Linked DNA regions of Sus scrofa: regions 1 and 3 are each linked to region 2. Evidence: chromatin contacts called from public Hi-C and HiChIP or PLAC-seq data. All regions are on one chromosome and are shown on one strand. The core of a region is the stretch at or near the end of the contact, and the rest is flanking DNA. Distances in the headings are between cores, read along the strand shown. Region 1 overlaps LOC106509105 (a long non-coding RNA gene). Region 2 has its middle 27 kb from the start of C1H14orf166. Region 3 overlaps GNG2 (guanine nucleotide-binding protein G(I)/G(S)/G(O) subunit gamma-2).

The links. Hi-C and Micro-C count contacts between places; a contact is called where the count stands out from the background. HiChIP or PLAC-seq counts read pairs in DNA pulled down with a chosen protein or histone mark.
Region 1: a contact with region 2 is called in a Hi-C map of retroperitoneal adipose tissue, with 2.9 times the contacts expected there. The contact joins two enhancer-like sites. A contact is called at or near these places in 1 of 5 promoter capture datasets (liver), 22 of 47 Hi-C or Micro-C datasets (adipocytes, alveolar macrophages, blood and 14 more) and 2 of 2 datasets of contacts at active chromatin or transcription factors (alveolar macrophages and skeletal muscle).
Region 3: a contact with region 2 is called in an H3K27ac HiChIP or PLAC-seq map of alveolar macrophages. The contact joins two enhancer-like sites. A contact is called at or near these places in 4 of 47 Hi-C or Micro-C datasets (alveolar macrophages, embryonic fibroblasts, fibroblasts and 1 more) and 2 of 2 datasets of contacts at active chromatin or transcription factors (alveolar macrophages and skeletal muscle).

What each region holds. Positions count from the first base shown.
Region 1 is chr1:181,428,951-181,431,650 of Sscrofa11.1, forward strand. The region is part of intron 1 of LOC106509105 (a long non-coding RNA gene); the gene reads right to left. Among named protein-coding and RNA genes, the nearest start is that of GNG2, 55 kb to the right of the region's middle. Within about 2 kb of position 1,256, at least 4 of the 83 cell types and tissues checked have an H3K27ac peak or open chromatin away from gene starts, as enhancers often do. A contact at or near this core is called in retroperitoneal adipose tissue, where this site is marked.
Region 2 is chr1:181,652,748-181,655,447 of Sscrofa11.1, forward strand. No RefSeq gene overlaps it. Among named protein-coding and RNA genes, the nearest start is that of C1H14orf166, 27 kb to the right of the region's middle. Within about 2 kb of position 1,269, at least 24 of the 83 cell types and tissues checked have an H3K27ac peak or open chromatin away from gene starts, as enhancers often do. A contact at or near this core is called in alveolar macrophages and retroperitoneal adipose tissue, where this site is marked.
Region 3 is chr1:181,501,932-181,504,631 of Sscrofa11.1, forward strand. All of the region lies in intron 2 of GNG2 (guanine nucleotide-binding protein G(I)/G(S)/G(O) subunit gamma-2), which reads left to right. Among named protein-coding and RNA genes, the nearest start is that of GNG2, 18 kb to the left of the region's middle. Within about 2 kb of position 1,325, at least 37 of the 83 cell types and tissues checked have an H3K27ac peak or open chromatin away from gene starts, as enhancers often do. A contact at or near this core is called in alveolar macrophages, where this site is marked.

The DNA of each region.
Region 1 (2,700 bases), core at 6-2,505, 220 kb before region 2:
GAGCAGGACAAGGAGTTTTGTTTTTTGTTTTGTTTTTTTAAGGCTGGAGATGTGGCCAGAATTCGCAAACTAAAAACAGGTCACAGGTGTACCCACAGTCTCCCTAATGCCGCTGCCTTTTCCTCATCAGCCCAGGTCCACTCTGCCTCTCACCCGGCTGGCGCACCTGAACCCACAGAGGAGTGAGTGAGCCCGTGAGCCGGCCTCACCGTGGCAGCAGTCCTCCCTCTGCCCACCTGGTAAAGGGAGGCTCATTTAGCACCAGGACATGGAACCTGTCAACTTGCTGAAGCTCAGCCTCTCCCAGGATGCAGGTGGTCATGAAAACAGGTAATTTAAAGAAGTCTCTCCAGTAATATACCACCCTCTCCCTCTCCTTTTTAATTCTTAGGCATTTGTAACAACAGAAAGAGATTATCAGACTTGAATGATGAATAAGAGTGTGTGTTTGCATTTCCAGAACTGAAATACAGAGCTCAAATCAGTGACTGCAAAAAAAAAAAAAAAAAAAAAAAGCTGAGTTATTGTAAAGAAGGTAGCAAATTCAGAGAGGGGAAAGTTCAACCCAGAGTCAGTGGAAGGGAAGCTCTGCCTGAGAGGCAGGACCTGAGTTGGTTCAGGGTTGACTCTTCAGGTGTTTGCACACTTGTCTGAGAGCTCTCTGTAAGGAAGGCTTTGAGCTGAATGCTAGGAAGTCAAAATAAATAAAAATAAGGCCTCTGACTCCTCCCTTCAAGTTCTTAGTCTTTCGGGAGGCTGTGGAAAGTCATAGGAGCCAACAACTATCACACTATTTGGACTCTGATTTTTTTTTTTTTTTTTTTTTTTTTTTTTTGGCATTTTAGAGCCCCACCCACAGCATATGGAAGTTCCCAGGCTAGGGGTCAAATGGGAGCTGCAGTCACTGACCTACACCACAGCCACAGCAATGCCAGATCCTTAACCACTGAGCAAGGCCAGGGATCAAACCCACATCCTCATGGATACTAGTTGGGTTCATTCCTGCTGAGCCACAACAGGAACTCCTGGACTCTGAATTTATGTGGCATGTTTAGCTCTTTGATTTGCTGTGTGATTATCATCATCTCTCTTGTTTGCCAAACCCATAGAAGTTTACTTCATTCTCACCATAATCCTAACATTATTTACTACTTTCCCCTTTGTATAAATGAGGAAACTGACCCCTTAGGGAGAACAGATATTGTATCCAAGATCAAATAGCTGGGAAGTGGGGGAGCCGACCCAGCATGAGCCTGACTCCAGAGCTCACTGTCACCCACTAGGCGACAACATCCTCCAGGGCCTCCCCCTCTAATCTTGTTCTGTGCTCTCACATCCTTTCCTCCTGTCTCTGAGGATAAGGCCCATGGCTGTCAAAGCTCAATCGTCACTTCACCCCTCCCTTCCCGTTGTTAGGACCTGTCCATTCTCCTCCTCTTCCTGCACCCTCAGTTCATCCCTTCTGCGCGTTCCTTCCCCTCAGCCCGTGAATGTGCTGAAGGCTCTCCTTCACCAAACAAACCCACAGACAAAACATATCCAAAGCTTCCTATATCACATACCTATTAGAACAGCTAAAATAAAACATAGTGACAATACCAAATGCTGGTGAAAATTGAATCTCTCCTAAATTGCTGTTGGGAATGCCAAATCGTGCAGTCTTGGGGAAAGTAGTTTGGTACTTTCTCATAAAACGAATTAAATATACACGTACCAGATCATACAGCAATTGCATTCCTAAGCATGGATGCCAGAGAAATGGAAACTTAGGCCACAAAAACGTCTACATGATCTTCGTCACAGCTTTATTTCTAACAGCTCCAAACTAGAAACAACCCACATGTCTTTGAGGGGGTGAATGGCCAAACTAATGGTGGTATATCTGTATAATGGAATACTACTCAGTAGTAAAAAGAAACAAGCTCTTGATACTTGCAACCATGTTGATGTTGTGAAGAGAGCTGAGTGAAAAAAAAAAAAAAACCCTATCTTGAAATGTTATATAGTACATATGGTATATAGGACCATTTATGTAATACTTTCCAAATCGCAAAATTACAGAGATGGTGAACAAATGCGTGGTCACCAGCGGTTGGGGCCATATGCAGGAGCTCTTTGTGGTGAGGGAACAGTTGTGTGTGTGATTGTGGTGGTGGTTACACAAATTTATGCAGACGATAAAGTTGTATAGAACTATTCATACACATATACATATGCGTGCATGTAAAAACTGCTAAAACTTGAATAATATCTGTAGGTTGTATGGATGACGATTTCCTGGTTTGAAAATACATACTCTAGCAATATATGATGCTACTCTTGGGGGAAGCTGGATGGTGAATACATGAGACCTCTCTGTACTGCTTTTGCAACTTACTTTAAATCTGTAAAATTAAGTGTTTTTTGAAAAGTACATGTACTTAGCAAACAAGGTCCCAAAGCATCCTTGACCCTACATCCAGTTGAGCCCTGCTGGATCCCCAGCTACAGGCCACCATCCCATCTCTCTTTTCCTCATCTCACCCAGTGCCATCCTGAAGGTAATCTGCCCTCACCATCTCCACAGCCTCAACTTCCACTCACTCCAGTCCACTGCCATCTGACTTCTGCAACCTCCCCTTTGCTAAGGAGAGTTTTCAGTTTTTAGCTTGCAGGCTTTTCTGCTGCCTTTGAAACCACTGAATCCTTCCTCCTCGGACT
Region 2 (2,700 bases), core at 19-2,518:
CCTCACGCAAGGCACAAACTAATTGTAAACATGCTGACTCTTATTCCCACAGCTGCAGGAAGTGGCTGCCCTGGAGTGAACATGTAACCCGTGGCTAAGAATCTTGGCGGCTCCTGGACAGGAGACACTAGGAGGAGGAAACTGGTGGGTTTTAACTCTGCTCCTGTTCTGTTGGGCCCCCGCGGGAGGATTGCCTCCAGCTCTGGTTCTTTAATAAGCTGCTCACATTTTCAACAGCGCTCACAATGACGTGGGAATTGGAGCTGGGTCAGCTCCAATCCACAAATTGCAAATAATTTGCCAAGGGAAATCCCTTTCCCTTTGGTTCTGCCCCAAATCTACATTTTCTTCTATTTAGAACCAGGAGACTCAGGCAGAATTTATTTTTAATGAAGGGGGTCATGGGCTCCCAGGCCTTTCCTCAGTAAGAACGCCTACTGTTTCTCCATGTCCATAATGAAGAAACCTGGGAGCCAGATACACCTCTGCCCCAAGGTGACAGAAAGAAGGTGCTTGGTGATCTCTGTTCTCACTCTGTGTGAGCAAGAGCCCAGTGAGATACAGAGAGGAGGAATGAGACCCCAGAGTTCCGTATGACCTTGTCCAAGTCCTTTAACCTCTCCATGCTATAGAATGGGGACAGGTGTACCTGATTCACTTGGTTCATAGACTTGTCTAAGCCAAATGTAGGTAAGAGAGTAGGTAAAGGGCATTGTGAAGGAAGAGTGATAAAGACTCATTAGACATTGATTCCACAATTTTTGAAAAGAGGGAGAATCTAGATCGTTTCTTCTCACCTCTTAACTCGTCACCTTTCCTCTCAAGCCCCAGGATCCCTGGTTCAGACCCTCATGTCCACCTGCTGGTGTGGCCACTCTGTATCTCATCTCCTCCCACTCTAAGCTATTCCACTCACCCCTGAGTACTCCTCTGGTTGCAAGTGGTAGGAATCTAGCTGAAGGTGGCTAATAATCCAAGGGCTCAGAAATAGGACCCACTTCAGGCTCAGCTGGATCCAGGTGCTCAGATGATGTCATCCTTTGTCTCTCTCACTCCCTTGGCTCTGCTTTCCTCTGTGCTATTTTAATTCCCAGATAGACTCTTCTCCTGTAGCATCAGGATAGTGTCTTCAGCTCCAGGCTTCACATCACACCAGTTTAGCAATCACAGAAGAAACATAACAGCAGCTCCAGAAAAAGTCCCTGGCTGTATCCCTGAAACACTTTCTAGGACTCTTATTGGCCAGATCTGGTTCACGTGCCCACCCACCCCTGAACCTGGGCATGGGGGTCACTGTGCCACATGGACAGAACAGGGGTTCCAAGGAAAGTGAAGTTCTTGTACTGGACGATCAGAAATTGAAGGTTAAAAGCAAAAATAACTGGTGGCAACTACATCTTGCCAGACTCAAGGATGTAACTCAGGCCTCACCACAATGCAGCCACACAGAGTAATCTGGCTCAGGAAGCGTTCATCAACCCTGGCTGGCCAGGCCCTGGGAAGTCAAGTCCACTCAACTCTTCTTATTCTGTTTGCTAAACTCTCCTCTGGTTCATCCTGTCTCCTGTAAATATAACATCTTCCATCCTACCTCCATGCCTTTGCTTATGATGTTGCCCCTCAGGAATGCCATTACTCAATGCCTCAAGTAAACAGATCTCGCTCATTTTCAAGCCTAGTCTGAATTCCATGTTGTCTGTGAATGACTTCAGGAAATACTTGTCTCTTTCCTCGCTCAAGCCCTATTGCCTTGTCATAGGCACCAAACAATTTAGTATCTGACTGAGTTAGAGGCACTGCACTAGGGTAGACAGCACAGGCCCTGCCTTTGAGGACCTTGTGGTTTTGTGGAGGAAGCAGACAAGTAAACAGTAATTATCAGTCACAACGAGAAGTTCCAGGACACAGGAAACTGAGGGCAGGAGGGTGGAGGTGGATTGCCAGCCTCCGCAGGAGGCGGTGTTGGAGTTAATGGCTGATTAGATAAGAATCTTGTCTCTTAGGGTGTACTGCCATATTCTAGGGAGCAGCGAGCCCCGACTGCACAGGCATCTCTCTAATCCTCCGCGGTGCCTAGCGCAGCGCTTAGGGACACAGAAAGTACTCAGCAATGATCTGATCGGTGACAAAGCGAGCACAGGGCAAATGCCTGCAGAGAAATGGGACGAGGCGGAGGCATAGCTATGAAAGCTGGTCTGAGAATGAGGCTCCCTGCCACAAGTGTCAGCAGTCAGCTCTGCACAGAGCGATGGACCGAGACAGAGGGAGCTCGGAGGCTCTCCTCTCCAAACAGTCCAGCTCCATGGCCCCACGACTTCATGCTCCCTAGCCAGCAGCTCCATAGTCTGGAAGACCCTACCACTTTCCAACCTGGAAGTGAGATTTGGGGGCGGGGCCATATGAAACACTGCTGACTGCCTCACCTTAATTTTGGCCCCTGGAGAGGCTGTCCATTCCACTCTCTCCTGAGAACACTATCTTTAATTGCCCTGCCCTGTGTCTATATGTGGCTTTTTTAAAAAATTAAAGTGTAGGAGCTCCCAGTGTGGCCCAGCGGAAATGAAGCCCTCTAGTATTCATGAGGATGTGGGTTCGACCCCAGGCCTTGCTCAGTGGGTTAAGGATCTTCCATTGCCTTGAGCTGCAGTGTAGGTGCAGGTCACAGTTATGGATCAGATCTGGCATTGCTGTGGCTGTGGC
Region 3 (2,700 bases), core at 75-2,574, 150 kb before region 2:
CTGATTCGGTTTTTAAAACCTTTATTTGAAGCATTTGTCAAAAGCAGAAAATAAAATTTTAGAGAACAACAGATCAATTTTAAACCATTGATTCTAAGATAGGATGAAAAGTCAAGGAGGTGAGTTATCAACAATTTGAATCTTTGTAGACATAGAGAGTAAAATAAAATATATTTTACATGTTTTTTGTATGCTAGTGCTCTTTATAGATATTTATAGATATGACTAAACACATGAACAAGCTATGAAAAATGTAGAAATTTGGATTAATCAATTCTTGGAGTGTGTTTTTATCAGGTGGTTACCAATAACCAATCATAGGAAAAAAACTGCATTTTGTTATTTCTCCAAGGTTATTTGATAGAGATAAGAATAATTCCAGAAATATTATAAATTAGAGCATTTGGAATTTTAATTTTCAAGTTACAAAGCTATACAAATAAGAATAACTCTAAAAAAGTCCATGAAACCTGATTTTTTGTTTTTTGTTTTTTTTTTGTTTTGTTTTTTTATCTAATGTAATTCTTCTACCCCAGTTAAATATTTCAGATTTCCTCTCAGTGGGATTCAGGCTGATTACTGAAGGGTTCTAGCCACCTGAGAATGGCATCTGTCTTCCTGTCACCATGCCAACTCCTGGGACGACAAATGAGGGATTTCCCCTTTTTTTTCCCAGTCTTCCTTCCAGTGAGGCTGAGACACACTCCTACCTCAGGAAAAGCACCATTTCTCATTACAATTGGTTCCTTTCCTCCAGTTTGTGTGAGGAAAAAGCTTGAGATGAAATCTTTTGTCTTTTTAGGTATAATTTCTGTTTTCTCACTATTCTTACTGACGTCTTTGTGTGGTGCAGTGGCTGGGATCCCACTGCATTTACATGGCAACCAGGAAATCAGTCATTCATGGTTGCCATGGTAACCAGAGGGGGGTGCAGGGAGGCGAAGTCCATTTTATCCCAGTCGGCTGAGTCCCTTCCTGGAAGCCTACAGAATTTTTAGACAGAGGTCCTTATGAACACAACAACAACAGGCATCAAGACAGCTGCACGCTGGCATCACAAAACATCCTGTAGAGGAGGGTGTGGGTGAGCAAGGCAAATATCACAAGGAGGCCAGGGGCGTTGCCTTCTCTCCTCAGAGCTCAGGTCCCCTAGCTAGTCTGTGGAGGGAGGTCTCTGAGCACCAGCTGCATGCTGAATTGCCCAGTTCTCTCTAAAAGCTCCAGGTCTGCAAAGAAAAAGCAGGTAGCCAATGTTGTGCAGGAGAGTGAGTGTCTGGGGAAACACAGCTCTGTTGTTATGGTAAGAACCCCAAACTGCGGAAGTGGGGCAGAGGGTGCAGTCCCAAGAAAAACGGAAGTGTTAAGTTGTTTCCTGCCACATCTGCTTCTGGAGCTGAGGGTTGTCATATTTCAAATTTTTAAAAAATGTCATGCGAGGTTAACCAATAAGAGTATCTTTTACAAGCATGCTATTTAGAATCCTTAATTGATAGGCAGGTGATACATTGCTATCATCTGATATAACAGACAATAAGGGCCCTGGACTCCAGAAACAGACTTGGCTCCTGGATTTTTTAGTCTGATCTTTGGGAAGCCAGAATTCACCTAGAGCCAATATTTATAACTAAAGTGGAGAAGGCACTATGTGATTTTTAGAAGTCTTCTAATGGCAATATCCTAATAAGCCAGGAGATAGAAATGTTGCTCTGTGAATGTAGACCATTTTCTCTGTAAAGTGAAGAAAAAAGCTTCTCATCTTCATTTTTTCTTTTTAACAGCAGAATGTTACTCTTTTCCTCTTTTGGAGATGAAATGCACAAACCCTGATTTCTATCCCTCCTTCCTTCAAATTGCTCCCTCCCCGCCCCCTCCAACACACACAGGTACACAAACACACTCTCGTTGTGTTTTTCTCAGTATGTGGCACCAGCCTACATCATTCACTTTAGGGTCTTCCTTACTCTTAACTTCTCCCACATTCAATTTAGCAGAGAATTCTTACAGGTCTGGTTTCAAAACATATTCTGAATTCGGTCTCTGTTCACCATTTTTATTACCTATCATACCCATGCCTCCTCATTTTCTAAATTCTAAAAGAGCCTCCTGACTGGTCTCCCAGTTTCCATTGTGTCTTGCTATGTCTTGGTGTCACAATGCAAGTTAGATCATGCCATGCCTCTGTTCAGACCACTCCCCACCCATCCATGGCTCAAAATGTTACAGCAGGCAGATAGTTAGGTATGAGCAGAGAAGTGGGGGCATGAGGCCAGATGGCAGGAAACCACGCATCATGCAAACAGCGGGGTCCACGGGCAGACAAAGAAAAGCAGGAACCTCCAGACTGACAGGAAACCACATATTTGGGGGTGATAAGTACCCTGGAGGCAAACAAAGGTGGAAAAGAGCATCAATATCCGGCTTCCAAATGTAACCCGTTGCTCATTAACCCTCATTAGAATAAAATTATAATAAAATTAGCTATGCACATAAGTAGCCATCATGCACCGACACCATGACACTTCTTTTTTTTTTATTTTTTTATTGTGATTTCCCCAATACATTTTTTTCTGACTGTGCAACATGGTGACCCAGTTACACATACATGTATACATTTTTTTTCTCACATTGTTATGCTCCATCCTAAGTGACTAGACAAAGTTCCCAGTGCTACACAGCAGGATCTCATAACTAATCCATCCC